Linked DNA regions of Mus musculus: region 1 is linked to region 2. The links are chromatin contacts, called in public HiChIP or PLAC-seq maps. All regions are on one chromosome and are shown on one strand. Each heading gives the region's core, a stretch centred on a gene start, on an enhancer-like site or on the middle of the called end of the contact. The rest is flanking DNA. Distances are from core to core; before and after follow the strand shown. Region 1 has its middle 40 kb from the start of Gm11728. Region 2 has its middle 12 kb from the start of St6galnac2.

Evidence for each region. HiChIP or PLAC-seq counts read pairs in DNA pulled down with a chosen protein or histone mark.
Region 1: a contact with region 2 is called in an H3K27ac HiChIP or PLAC-seq map of embryonic stem cells, with 9 read pairs. The contact joins two enhancer-like sites. A contact is called at or near these places in 1 of 115 datasets of contacts at active chromatin or transcription factors (embryonic stem cells) and 2 of 9 other capture datasets (adipose tissue and pancreatic islet).

What each region holds. Positions count from the first base shown.
Region 1 is chr11:116,997,018-117,003,339 of GRCm38.p6, reverse strand. No RefSeq gene overlaps it. Among named protein-coding and RNA genes, the nearest start is that of Gm11728, 40 kb to the left of the region's middle. Within about 2 kb of position 1,344, at least 15 of the 459 cell types and tissues checked have an H3K27ac peak or open chromatin away from gene starts, as enhancers often do. A contact at or near this core is called in embryonic stem cells, where this site is marked.
Region 2 is chr11:116,703,945-116,709,848 of GRCm38.p6, reverse strand. No RefSeq gene overlaps it. Among named protein-coding and RNA genes, the nearest start is that of St6galnac2, 12 kb to the right of the region's middle. Within about 2 kb of position 4,263, at least 28 of the 459 cell types and tissues checked have an H3K27ac peak or open chromatin away from gene starts, as enhancers often do. A contact at or near this core is called in embryonic stem cells, where this site is marked.

The sequences.
Region 1 (6,322 bases), core at 95-2,594, 300 kb before region 2:
TCAGCACTTAGAAGGTAGAACTTCAGGAGTTAAGGTCATTCCTGGCTCAATGTCCAGTTTGAGGCCAGCCTAGCCATGGCATACATGAGACTAATCAAGGGGCCGGAGAGATGGCTCAGAAGTTAAGAGCACTGATTGCTCTTCCAGAGGTCCTGAGTTCAATGCCCAGCAACCACATGGTGGCTCACAAACATCTGTAATGAGATCTGACGCCCTCTTCTGGTGTGCGGGTGCAGCTACAGTGTACCTACATATAGTAAATAAATATATCTTTAAAAAAAGGAAATAATCAAGAATAATAAAATAACATCAACAAAGCCAAAGTCTCCTGGAGAAGGAAATAACCTGAGGTGGCCTTTGAAGGCAAGAGTTGAGGACACACACTCCCCCCCCATATCCCCCCCATATTCCCCCCCATATCCCCCCATATCCCCCCCATATCCCCCCCATATCCCCCCCATATCCCCCCCATGTCCCCCCCCATATCCCCCCCATATTCCCCCCCATATCCCCTCCCGCCCCCCTACACACTCACCAACACAGGGAAAAGCAGGCAGGAATATATTCCCGCTGTTCTGTAAAAGCCCACCCCGGGTTCAATGAACAGCCACACAGTTCTCCAGCCTGTAAAACCCCCGAGGTCAACAGGCCTGGGGGCATCCTGAGACTCTGAGCAGCAGGAGAAGCCCTGGCAGAGCTGCCTCCTGCACCCCGATTTTGGCTCACTTGTCTTTGTTCTCTGATTTTCTTAGGTGGTAGAGCCCCACACTCAGCTCCCAGTCTAAGGTGCCCTTCGGCTGAGTACTTCCCTGGCTGCGGGTAACACTCCACTCTGACATAGGGGAAACTGAGGCTGAGACATGTGGTCTATCTGCCAATGGTAGACAGCCAAAAGAGTGACCCAGCTATCATTCAGACACTGGTCTGGGACTTAAAAGTGTGGTTTTTTATTGTGCCGAAGATTCAAGCGGACAAGGCCACTGGCAGCCAGACACCTATCTTTAAACATGTAACCAGTCTGGGTGTCTATTAAAGAGATTTTTGCTCTAGGTAATGAATGGTACAAACTGGAAAGACCTTATGTGAATCCTGGTTGTGGCTGGACAGCTGTATAATGTTGAATTTATCACTTCACTTTTCTGGCCTGCTTGTGTTTCACATGGAGGATGTCGGGGTGTCCTTTAACTCTTAGGGTACCTGGGGAGATTTAGAAAGCTTGCCCTCTGTGAGCAGTTGCAGCATCATGAATGGGCTCCCTAAGGGAGAGCCTGGGCTCCACTGGTTCTGCACTTAGCATTCTGACCTTGGCTTTTGTGAAACAAACCCTGCTCAGTTGCAGGCGGAGGCCCAGGGAATCGCCCAGGCCCTTGAACAGAGCAGGAGATAAAGATCAAAGGTGAGTGGCTAGTCTGTCTCAGTAACAACAGCCTCCATTGTGGAAAGGGTGGCCAACTCTGTGTTCCACGCTCATTCATGCAGGTCCCATGTGTGGTTAGGTGCAGGAAGAGGAGGGGAGGACAACCAAAGACTGAGTCTTTTCCCACCCACCCCCAGAGCCCAGCCTGTGATAATAGCCTGCCATCTTAGGTAGCTCTGCCCATGCCACTGATCCTGAGACAGAATCATGGCTTTAGCTTCCTCCTTCAGTGACAAATTCTGGTGCTCAGGACTTAGTGTTCCAGCATGCCAAGGAGACACAGCTACCTCTTGTCCAGAACCAGCAAATCTGGAATCAGGGGTCAGGAAAGTCACCAGGTACCAGGCTTAGGGTGTGGTGATGGGGTGGGGGTGGGGGGGTAGAGGACGAGGGGGGATGGGTGATGGGGGTGGGGGGGAGAGGATGAGGGGGGATGGGTGGTGAGGGTGGGGGATGAGTGGAATCAACCCTGAAGAAACCCACCTTTTAGTCCCTGTAAATACCACCACAGAGAGGCTTTGTATACATGATAACCTGGCCCTATGTAATCACAGGCTTCTAGGGTGGGGAAGTGAGGGGCAGGAAAGAGGATTAGCTGCCGCTCCTGAAAGGCATCTAGCTGGTTCTGTGTGTAAACGGGATGGGACATGAGGTCCCATGAGGGAGTGGGCTTGAAACCACCAAACGAGACCACTTCATGGAGAAAGAAAGGATTATTGGGGAATCAAACCACGGGGGAGAGGGGCAGAGAAGCAAAATGTCAGAAACGCAAGGGGGTTTTAGCTCAAAAACCCCTTTCCTGACCCAACCCTTGACAGAAGTGGATCTTTGAGCGGACACAGGCCTTTCTGACTGAGAACTAGATACGCTTGCCAGAGGTCACTGGCCTTTGGGAGATTAAAGGAGGTTCCTAGCAAACAGCCCAGTTTGAGGAGTGCTGAATTTAGGCCTCAGTTTATCTAGCAATGATCCTTTTGTTTTCCTGGTCGTCAGTCCTTTCGTTTGGGATGTTCTCGCCAGCACTGCCGTTTTGAGGGAGCACTTTGAACCTAAAAAGGAGGTAACCCCAAATTTGTAGCTGGTTGATCAGAAAGGAAGATGGTCTGGGAGACCCTCCCACAGACACACACTTTACACCTGGGGTCTTAAGGGAGGGCAGGCTTGGGTCCTGATTCATCGGGGCTCAGACATCCCTCTAGCTCAGTCTAATGGCAGCCCTGAGTTTTACAGAATGTCTGTCTGTTTGGTGGGGTGGGCCACTCGTGGATGGCAGAAGCAACCTGGTTCAGATGGGAGGGAGAGGAATCTACTGAGTCAGGTGAAGTCACTTCTGTGAAGAAACCAGCTGGTCTGTGGGGATCAGGAGGTCTCAAAGCTCTTGCAGAAATTCTGCATGGATGCAAAGGAGCCCTCATTCTCTTCTGGTCCCTGGGGATGTTGTAGATCCAGGTGGGATCTCCCGGTGAAGTCCCTCCTGCAGGCTTGCCAGCCCCTCCCCCGACCCCCAGAGGGAAAAGCTGATTCATCGACAGAAAGGAAAGTGAGAAGCTGATTTGTATAATAATGGTTTTCTGCCACACCTAAAGTTTCCTTTTTAAACAGAGCCAGCAGCCCTGGGACACCAACTGGAAAGGGACTTCAGTTTAGAGCACCCCTCCAGTCCCACCCACACCACCCCACCCCTGTTTTTTTCTCTGAGACCCTTCTCTGGGCTGATTGTTCCCACCCATGCTTAGAAATCCTCCCAGGAGACCGAGGCTGTTTCCGTCTTCCTCGCTGGCCACCCTGAGGCACAGTCCCTGAGACAGACATCCTCCTCCTATTTCATAAAGCCTTGGGGGATTTTCACTATTATATTAATGGGCATATATTTTTGCAGAATTTTCTATTTCTGCTCATGAGATTTTATTCGTTTCAATAAACGGGAGCAGTTAGATGCAGAGGAGGATTTAAGTTTATGTGCTCTGGCTCCAGAAGATGCTGTGCATGCATGCTCACATCCTGGGGCTGCTTAAAGATGGAATCATGGTGTGATGGTTTGTATATCCTTGGACCAGGGAGTGGCACCATCTGAAGGTATGGCCTTGTTGGAATAGGTGTGACCTGGTTGGAATGGGTGTGTCACTGTGGGTGTGGGTATAAGATCCTCACCCTAGTTGCCTGGAAGTCAGTCTTCCACTGGCAGCCTTTGGATGAAGACATAGAACTCTCAGCTCCTGCTGCGCCATGCCTGCCTGGTTACTACCATGCTCCCACCTTGATGATAATAGACTGAACCTCTGAACCTGTAAGCCAGCCCCAATTAAGTGTTATTTTTTATAAGACTTGCTTTGGTCATGGAGTCTGTTCACAGCAGTAAAACCCTAACTAAGACACATGGGTAAAGGCAAGGACCAGAGGAGAGCTGGACCCTGAGCTCAGGCCTAGAACAAGATGTAACAAACTAGGCTCTTGTCACCTTTGTGAAGATTTTATTTTTTTATTTTTTGGTTTTTCGAGACAGGGTTTCTCTATGTAGCCCTGGCTGTCCTGGAACTCACTCTGTAGACCAGGCTGGCCTTGAACTCAGAAATCTGCCTGCCTCTGCCTCCCAAGTGCTGGGATTAAAGGGGTGCGCCACCACTGCCCGGCTTGTGAAGATTTTATTGTTCAATTTTTTTCTTTTTCTTTCCTTTTTTTTTTTCTTTTTTGAGATAGGCTCTGTATAGTATTTAAAATTCTTAGTTATGTGTATATGTTTGTAAGGGTGGGTATATGTATGTGAGTGTAAATGCCCAAGGACGCCAGAAGAGGGCGCCAGAGTAGCCTGATGTGGGTGCTGGAAAAGCCAATACAGTTGATGTTGGCCAGTTACAGGACTGGTCTGTGAACATGCTTCCATTTCCCTCCCTATTTTTAGAGAACTTATGCCATCTAAGTCTTTTGAAGTCCAGGTCTTTGGTGGCACCTGTCATCGTGCACACCAATACCTCTTTGTGTCTTCTCTGCTGATGGATGGACGACTCCTTTATTTGAGAGTCTTCAGAAATGGAGACCTGACTCTAAAGAGATACCAGCAGGAATGTGCCAGCTTAGCATTCTGATGGTTCACAGGGCCAAAGCCACAAGATAGAAGAAAACAGTGGGGAACAGGATGTTCGCAGGTTCAGAAAGCAACATCCACATTTACTGAGAGATTTCAGACAACCACATCGAAATGGCAGTAGAAAAAGAATGAGGAGTAAGGCTACTAGGGCCCCTCCATCCCAGGCAGTGTCTCATATTTGGGGATCAGATTTATTCTATCTGTGTGAGTCTAGAAATCCCTTGCTGACTACACATAATGTACAGTCAGAAGGAAAAAAGAACCAGACTGTTCAAAGCCAAATCGATGTATTTCCCAGACAAAGCCTGGTTTTGTTCAATAAATCAACACAAAGATAAAAAGGATGAAGACAAAGAGCATGGGTTAAAAGAGACTTAGGGGGTGGGAGAAAGCCAAGTCATTAAAAGGCCTGCTGGGCAACCATGAGTTTGAATCTCCAGCATCTGCATGTAAGGCTAGTATGGTATGTGCCTGGAACCCCAGAGCTGAGGGGTTGGGGGTGGGTGCAAGCTGACAGATCCCTAAAGTGTATTAGCCAGCCAGCCTCGATGAGCTTCACATTCAATGAGAGGCCCCATCTCAAAAACAAGTGGGGTGTGTGTGGCTCAGTAGGCAGAACACTTGCTTTGCCATCAAGGGTCCCTGAGTGTGACTCCTAGCATCTACATAAAAAGCCAGGGCTAGCCTCATGCAAGCATGTAGTCCCAATGCATTGTGGGATGTGAGAGATTCTGTCTCAAAGGACCAATGTGGAGCGTGTTGGAGTAGGACACCTGTGTTCCTCTGTTCTCCACATCAGACATCACACCTGTAGAAAGGGTACGCATACACCACAGATACATATGAAGAAAGAAAGGTGGCATGTAACTGAAAAGACACACCCAGTTCGGTCTCTGGACTCCAAAACTGAGGCACCTGCACACATGTGTGAACATACCCACACTAACAAGAACACATACCACAAGCACCACCACCCCATACAGACAGACTTAAAATATGCTAACTGTGGTGTGTGAGTCCCATTTAGATCTGATTTTTATTTTTGAGATTAAAAAAATGTATATACATATATACAAGTGCATATATGTATTTCCTCTTTAGAAAGTGCTGTCCATAGTTAGGGTGGATCATCAAATGACCTAACCAAGAGAACCCCTCACAGGGGCGTCCAGAGGCTTGCCTCTTGGTTGGCTCTAGATCCAGTCAAGTTGACACTCAGAATTAACCATCACATCGAGCATGTGTACAGGTCTGGGTTCTATCCTTAGGACCATTGAAAATAATAATTGTTTTCATTTAGTGTGTTTGTGTGTGTGTGTGTGTGTGTGTGTGTGTGTGTGAGAAGAGGGCATGGATGTCCTGGAGCTGGCAGCTGTGAGCTGCCAAGGGTGGGTGACAGGAACTGTAGTCTGGTCCTCTGAAAGAGCAGTATGCACTCTTAGGTGCTCTGCTGTCTTTCCAGCCCCAATTGAAGAAGAGGAGGAGGAGAGGAAGAGGAAGAAGAGGAAGAAGATTATAAGTTCTGCAAGGTTCCTTCTCCCTTCCCAAGAGCTCTTCACACTGCAGGCCAGGACAGCTGACTCGGCCAAGGGCAGCTTGCTTTTCCCTTCCTTAAAAGCAGGCTTAAGTGCAGCCATTACCACAGCAGGGGTCCTTTGAGGAGGCAGCCAGAGGGTGGCAGGATCCATGACCAGTGTTTGTCTTCACTCATTTGCTTTGCATCTCTGCCTTGGCAGAGATAACTCTGTAGGGAGCACTTAGAGAAGAGCCACCGCATCGCATCTCACATCTCCTGACTTACCCCCCCTGCACCCCTGGAG
Region 2 (5,904 bases), core at 3,014-5,513:
ATCTCATGGTTTATAAGAAGTCATGAATCCATAACCCATCTCACCTGAGATATGTGTTTACAAACTCTATTTATTTAACTTTCAATATTCCTGTAAACTTGCCTCAAACTCACTCTGTAGCCAAAGATGATGACAGGGTCAGAACTTTCTATATAGAGCAGCTGGTCTCGAACTCGAGACCTACCTGCCTCTGCCTCCAGAATGCTGGGATTAAAGGCATGCACCACCATGGTCCAGCCATTTTTAAATATTTTATCTCAAGTTAACTATTATATTTTATTGCTAGAATGAGGTTACTTCTTTTCAGTTTGTTTATTAAAAACTTCAAACATAAAAAAAAAAGTAGAGAGAACTTCACAAAGGGTCCTATCAGCCATTGCACAGGTCCAACAATGATCTGATAGTCCATTGTTTCATCTTTATCTACCACTTAGCCATCACTAATACACAAACTCACTCATCAATATTCTATCGGCTATCATACCGTTCCGTCTGCAAACGCTTCAGTGTGTTTTAGTAACACATCTTCTTTAAAATATCCACAGTGCAGCTGGGCATGGCGGCTCACTTCTGTAATCACGGCGTTTGGGAGGCTGAGGCGAGAGGACTGCTAAGAATTGAAGGCTAGCTTGGACTACCCAGTAAGTTCCAGGCTATCCAAGGCTAGACAGTGAAGCTCTTAGTCATAAATGAAAAGATAAAAAGGCTGGGAACATCGCTCAGCACGCAGAGCAGATGTGCTTTCACCAAGCCCGATCAGTCAGTGACCAGGTTCTCCAGCGAAGGAGTGAGGGTTAAAAAGAAAAAAGACAATTAGGCAACATTGTAGCATGACCCCAGCCAGTTCTGAGGCTGAGGCCGGTCTATTTTCTCCCAATCTGCTTTTATACCATTTTAATTACATTGCAAGCAATAAGGGCAAGCAGTACAATAAGGAACAAGCAAGGCAGTAAGCAGAGTCCCATGATCATGCTGTTCCTTTCTTTCTTTCTTTCTTTCTTTCTTTCTTTCTTTCTTTCTTTCTTTCTTTCTTTCTTTCTTTCTTTCTTTCTTTCTTTCTTTCCTTTCTTCCTTCCTTCCTCTCTCTCTCTCTCTCTCTCTCTCTCTCTCTCTCTCTCTTTCTTTCTTTCTTTCTTCTTTTTTCGAGACAGGGTTTCTCTGTATAGCCTTGGCTGTCCTGGAACTCACTTTGTAGACCAGGCTGGCCTCAAACTCAGAGATCTGCCTGCCTCTGCCTCCCGAGTGCTGGGATTAAAGGTGTGCACCACCACGCCCGGCTTGTAATCGCTGTTTCTAAGGGCTTGTCAGAATGACCAAAATATCTGAGCCTACTTCCCTGTCCTAGCCCAAAATCAGTCTCTTGCCTGAAGCCTACTTCTTCATTCTACCCTAAAATTAGATTCTTTCCTATTCAGGCCTAAAATCAGATTCCTGCCTGAAGTCCATTTCCTTGTTCTTGGCCAGTGTCAGATTCCTGCCAAACGGCACCCAAGGCTCTCCACAGTGCTCTTCGGGAACATTGCTCAGCGGGTAGAGCAGAAGTGCTTTGCTAGCGTGTCTGAAGCCTTGGGTTCCATCCACTGTGCCACATCTCCTAGCACTTGAGAAGGCAGGAATATCCACGGTCTGAGAACAGCTTGAACACATGAAATCCCCTCTCGAAACCAACCAACCAAAACAGCCAAAAACAAAAACGGGAGCATGAAGAATCGTATTAAAGGCCCAAAACATGAAGGTGGAGAACTGCTGCCTTAAGAGGTAGAGTCTAGGGGCTGGTGAGATGGCTCAGTGGGTAAGAGCACCCGACTGCTCTTCCGAAGGTCCAGAGTTCAAATCCCAGCAACCACATGGTGGCTCACAACCATCTGTAACAAGATCTGACTCCCTCTTCTGGAGTGTCTGAAGACAGCTACAGTGTACTTACATATAATAAGTAAATAAATCTTTAAAAAAAAAAAAAGAGGTAGAGTCTAATGGAGGTCTTCCAGTCATGGGGGTGCTGGGAGTGCATTTGGTGGGAAGACTGGGACCTCAGGCCTTTAATTTATGTGTATGGATGTTTTGCCTGCACATACATATGTGCCCCACATGTCTGCCTAGAGCCCAGGAAGGCCAGAAGAGGTATCCAACAGAGGACACAGGGTCTCTTGCAACTGGAGTTACAGATGGTTGTGAGCCACCATGTGGATGCTAGGAATCGAACCAGGATCTTCTACAAGAGTAGCCAGTGCTCTTAACCTCTGAGCTATTGCTCCAGCCCCTTATAAATGAGATTTTTTTTTTTAAGAACCACTAGGTGAGTGTTGGTAATCCCAGTAGTCAGGGAGGCTAAGGCAAGCACGTCTCAGAGTTCGAGGCTAGCCTGGTCTACACCCAGAACAGCCAGAGCTACACAGAGAAACCCTCTTTCGAAAACAGAGTCAAGAGTTCAAGTCCAGCCTGTGCTACACAGTGAGTCCAAGGCCAATCTGGGCTACAAGAGACCCTGAAAAACAAAAACAAAAGCATGGAAAGAACTCCACAAACCCAGTCATTAGAGAAACTTACAAAAGAAATCCCTCTGAGGGGAGGGGAGCCAGCAAAGCAACGAGCTCGCTGAGGCCTGCTAACATGTGCTGAGTCTTGTCTTTGAGGCCAGCATCAGGCCTGAACTGCTGCATTCTGCTCCCCACTTCAGTGAGGCAAAAGCCTGCTGCTGAGATTGAGCTAAAGACAAGAGTAACCAACAGCAATGGAGTCCCTTCCACCCTTCCTGGGGTATACGGAGACCTGGAGTTTGTAAGAGGTCTAGCTCAGCAGTGGTGGTGCTCACCTTTAATCCCAGCACTCTGAAGACAGGTGACTTTCTGTTGAGTTTGAGGCCAGCCTGATCTACAGAGCAAGTTCCAGGCCAATGAGAGCCTCAAAAACTGAAAAGAAAGGAAAAGAAAAGAAAAACAAAAGAAACCTGTATTAAGGGTGGGGCTGAGATGATAAACCCCCCTCATTGGCTTGCAGGATAAGTTGTCCACTCCCCCCACCAAAAAAGGCTTTAGAGGGGGATCTTTGTGGTTGTCACACAAAGATGTCCGGGCCCTCTCCTGTGTCCAGCCCCACCTAAGTGCCTCATGCCAGCCCTGTGTTTACCTAAATCTTTCCCTCCTGCTGCTACCGGATAGAGGAGGGGCTCCATGACATTATGGGAACCGGCTCATAAACTCTGGGTGGGCATAAGGCCACTTGTCTGTCACCTCCGCAGCCTTACTAGGTCCTGTGTCAGCCATGACGCTTTGCTTTGCAAACCTGTCAGCCCTACTATTGTTTGGGGTTTAACCCTTCCCACCTACAAGAGCAACACACTTACCAGTAGGAAAAAAAAAAAAAAACGTAAACAAGAGAGAGCTACCCGTGACACCAGACAACCTGTTCATTGCTCTAGTGGAGCAACTGGATGGTAACAGCAAGACGACAGAGCAAAATGGGGCACACATTTAAACCTGAAATACAATCTTGTACCTTCCCACAAAGGGCTGGCAATTTGCCTCAGCAAGTAAAGCCACCAATTCTAGTAGCCTGAGTTCATTGTGGGGGACCCCTGCACGTTGTTCTCTGACACAATGTGGCATGTCCATGCACCTGCATTCACACACAGTAAAATGCAACTAAAAACAAACAAAAATAAACGTTAAGGGGAAAAAATAGAAAATATTTGAGATCCAAAACTAAGCAAAGAGCTTTAGATTTGACACCCCTAAAACAATCTATAACAGAAAGAATTGGCAACTTGGATTTTATTTTATTCTGGAAAGAGTTTACTAGAACAAACAAACAAACAAAAAAGTCAGAATAAAATGGCAATCTCCGTATTTGACAACAGAAGAATGGTATTTATACAAAATACGTAACACAATACAAGCAAACAACTTCAGAACCTTCAAAACTTAAGAAATATGGTTGGAGCCGGGTGTGGTGGCACACGCCTTTAATCCCAGCAGTTGGGAGGCAGAGGCAGGCAGATTTCTGAGTTCGAGGCCAGCCTGGTCTACAAAGTGAGTTCCAGGACAGACAGGGCTATACAGAGAAACCCTGTCTCGAAAAAACAGAGAAACCCTGTCTCGAAAAAAACAATATGTGTGTGTGTGTGTAAATATGGTTAGAAAATGGACAAAATGTCATGAACCAACTGTTCCCCGATCAGGATAAAGAAATAGGAAATAAACACGGGAAAAGGTGTTCGATGTCACTGGCCATTCACAGAGTATCACAGGGATTCAAAAAGCCGCAGCAGGGCTGAGGGCCCGGATGTTGGATATTTGTGCCACTCAAGGCTTTCCCGGCCCTGACTCCCTTCCTGAACTTTGTATTCTTTGTAAACTTCCGAAAGCTTCAGGCAGGAAAGTGGCCGCCCTGGCCTGGGCGCTCCAGCAGCCAAACCCCTCGCCCCAGCCTTTGTAACTGTCACAAAGGTCATCTCCAGCCCCTCAACAGGAACCCCCCCATTATGCTAATTTCAGGTGAAAAGTCTGACTAAAAGTCACCAATCCCTGAGCACAAAACCTCACCAATCACTGAACAAGAAAACTCGCCAATCCCCAAGCTCCTCCAAGCTCAGGACTTGAAATCGCACCAATGGAAATCTCCCTTAGAAAGCTCCGCCTCCCCAAACTTCTATAGAAATGCTGTGCTTAGTCCCGTTCCCTGCTGCTGTCTGTTCCCCACCAGCCACTCCCGGGTTCATTCCTCTACACCCTGAGCCCACTGATAAACCTCTTTTTATGAGATTTGCTTCCTGATGTGATTTTCATCAGAAGAAAAGAGAAGAGGAAAAAAAGGAAGAGAAGGAGCCCAGCTCAGGTTCCTGAGCAGCTCGGCAGGGGGTACCCTTTCCTGGGAGCTGTACCACCTCTGTCAACGATCTCAGCGTTCTGGGGTTCCTGAGCTCCTGTGTCTCAGGATGGCCGCCCCTTGGGACACTGCCCCACCTCAGAGCTGGGTGGCTCCTGGATCCCGAGACACCTTCCAATCCAAGCAGGAAGGGCAGCACAGGAAGTACTTGGCTCAGTCCCCAGCACCACAGAAACCAGGAAGCCAGGTGTGGTAGCTCACACTTGGGAGGAGGAAGCAGGAAGATCAGAAGTTTAAGGTCATCCTTGAATACAAAGCCATGCTGTCCCTTGACCCTACAGCAACAACACTAAAGCCCTCAAATAAAAGTAACAAAGAAAAACAACACTCCCCAATAGTAAATGTAACTTTTAATTGCCTGAGGCAATTGTCATCTCAGAGGCTTACTGCTATTGGGGTCTGGGGATCCGTTGTACAAACCACTCAGCCATCTCTCTCAGCCAGACAGGGGTGGTTCATTGAAAACCACACCCCAAGACTGATCATTCAGGGCCACACACTAGACTTGGGAGTTGGTTAAGGCATTGAATTAAGCTCCTATAGGGTGGGTTGGGGATTTAGCTCAGTGGTAGAGCGCTTGCCTAGCAAGCACAAGGCCCTGGGTTTGGTCCTCAGCTCCGGAAAAAGAAAAAAAAAATCCTATAGGGCTTTTAAACATAATCTATTATTATTATTATTATATGTAAGTACACTGTAGCTGACTTCAAATGCACCAGAAGAGGGTTTCAGATCTTATTATGGGTGGTTGTGAGCCACCATGTGGTTGCTGGGATTTGAACTCAGGACCTTCAGAAGAGCTGTCAGTGCTCTTACCTGCTGAGCCATCTCACCAGCCCCTACCCACCCACACACCCAATAGGGTTTTTAAACCTAAGATCCATAAACATCTGTGCCAAGTTATTCCATCAATCAGGATTTAAGGATAGGGGATTTCCTTAGAAATGTCTTTGCTAACCAGACACTATTTCATATGCCAGAAAGATTTTGCTGAAGGGACCCTGTTATAGCTGTCTCGTATGA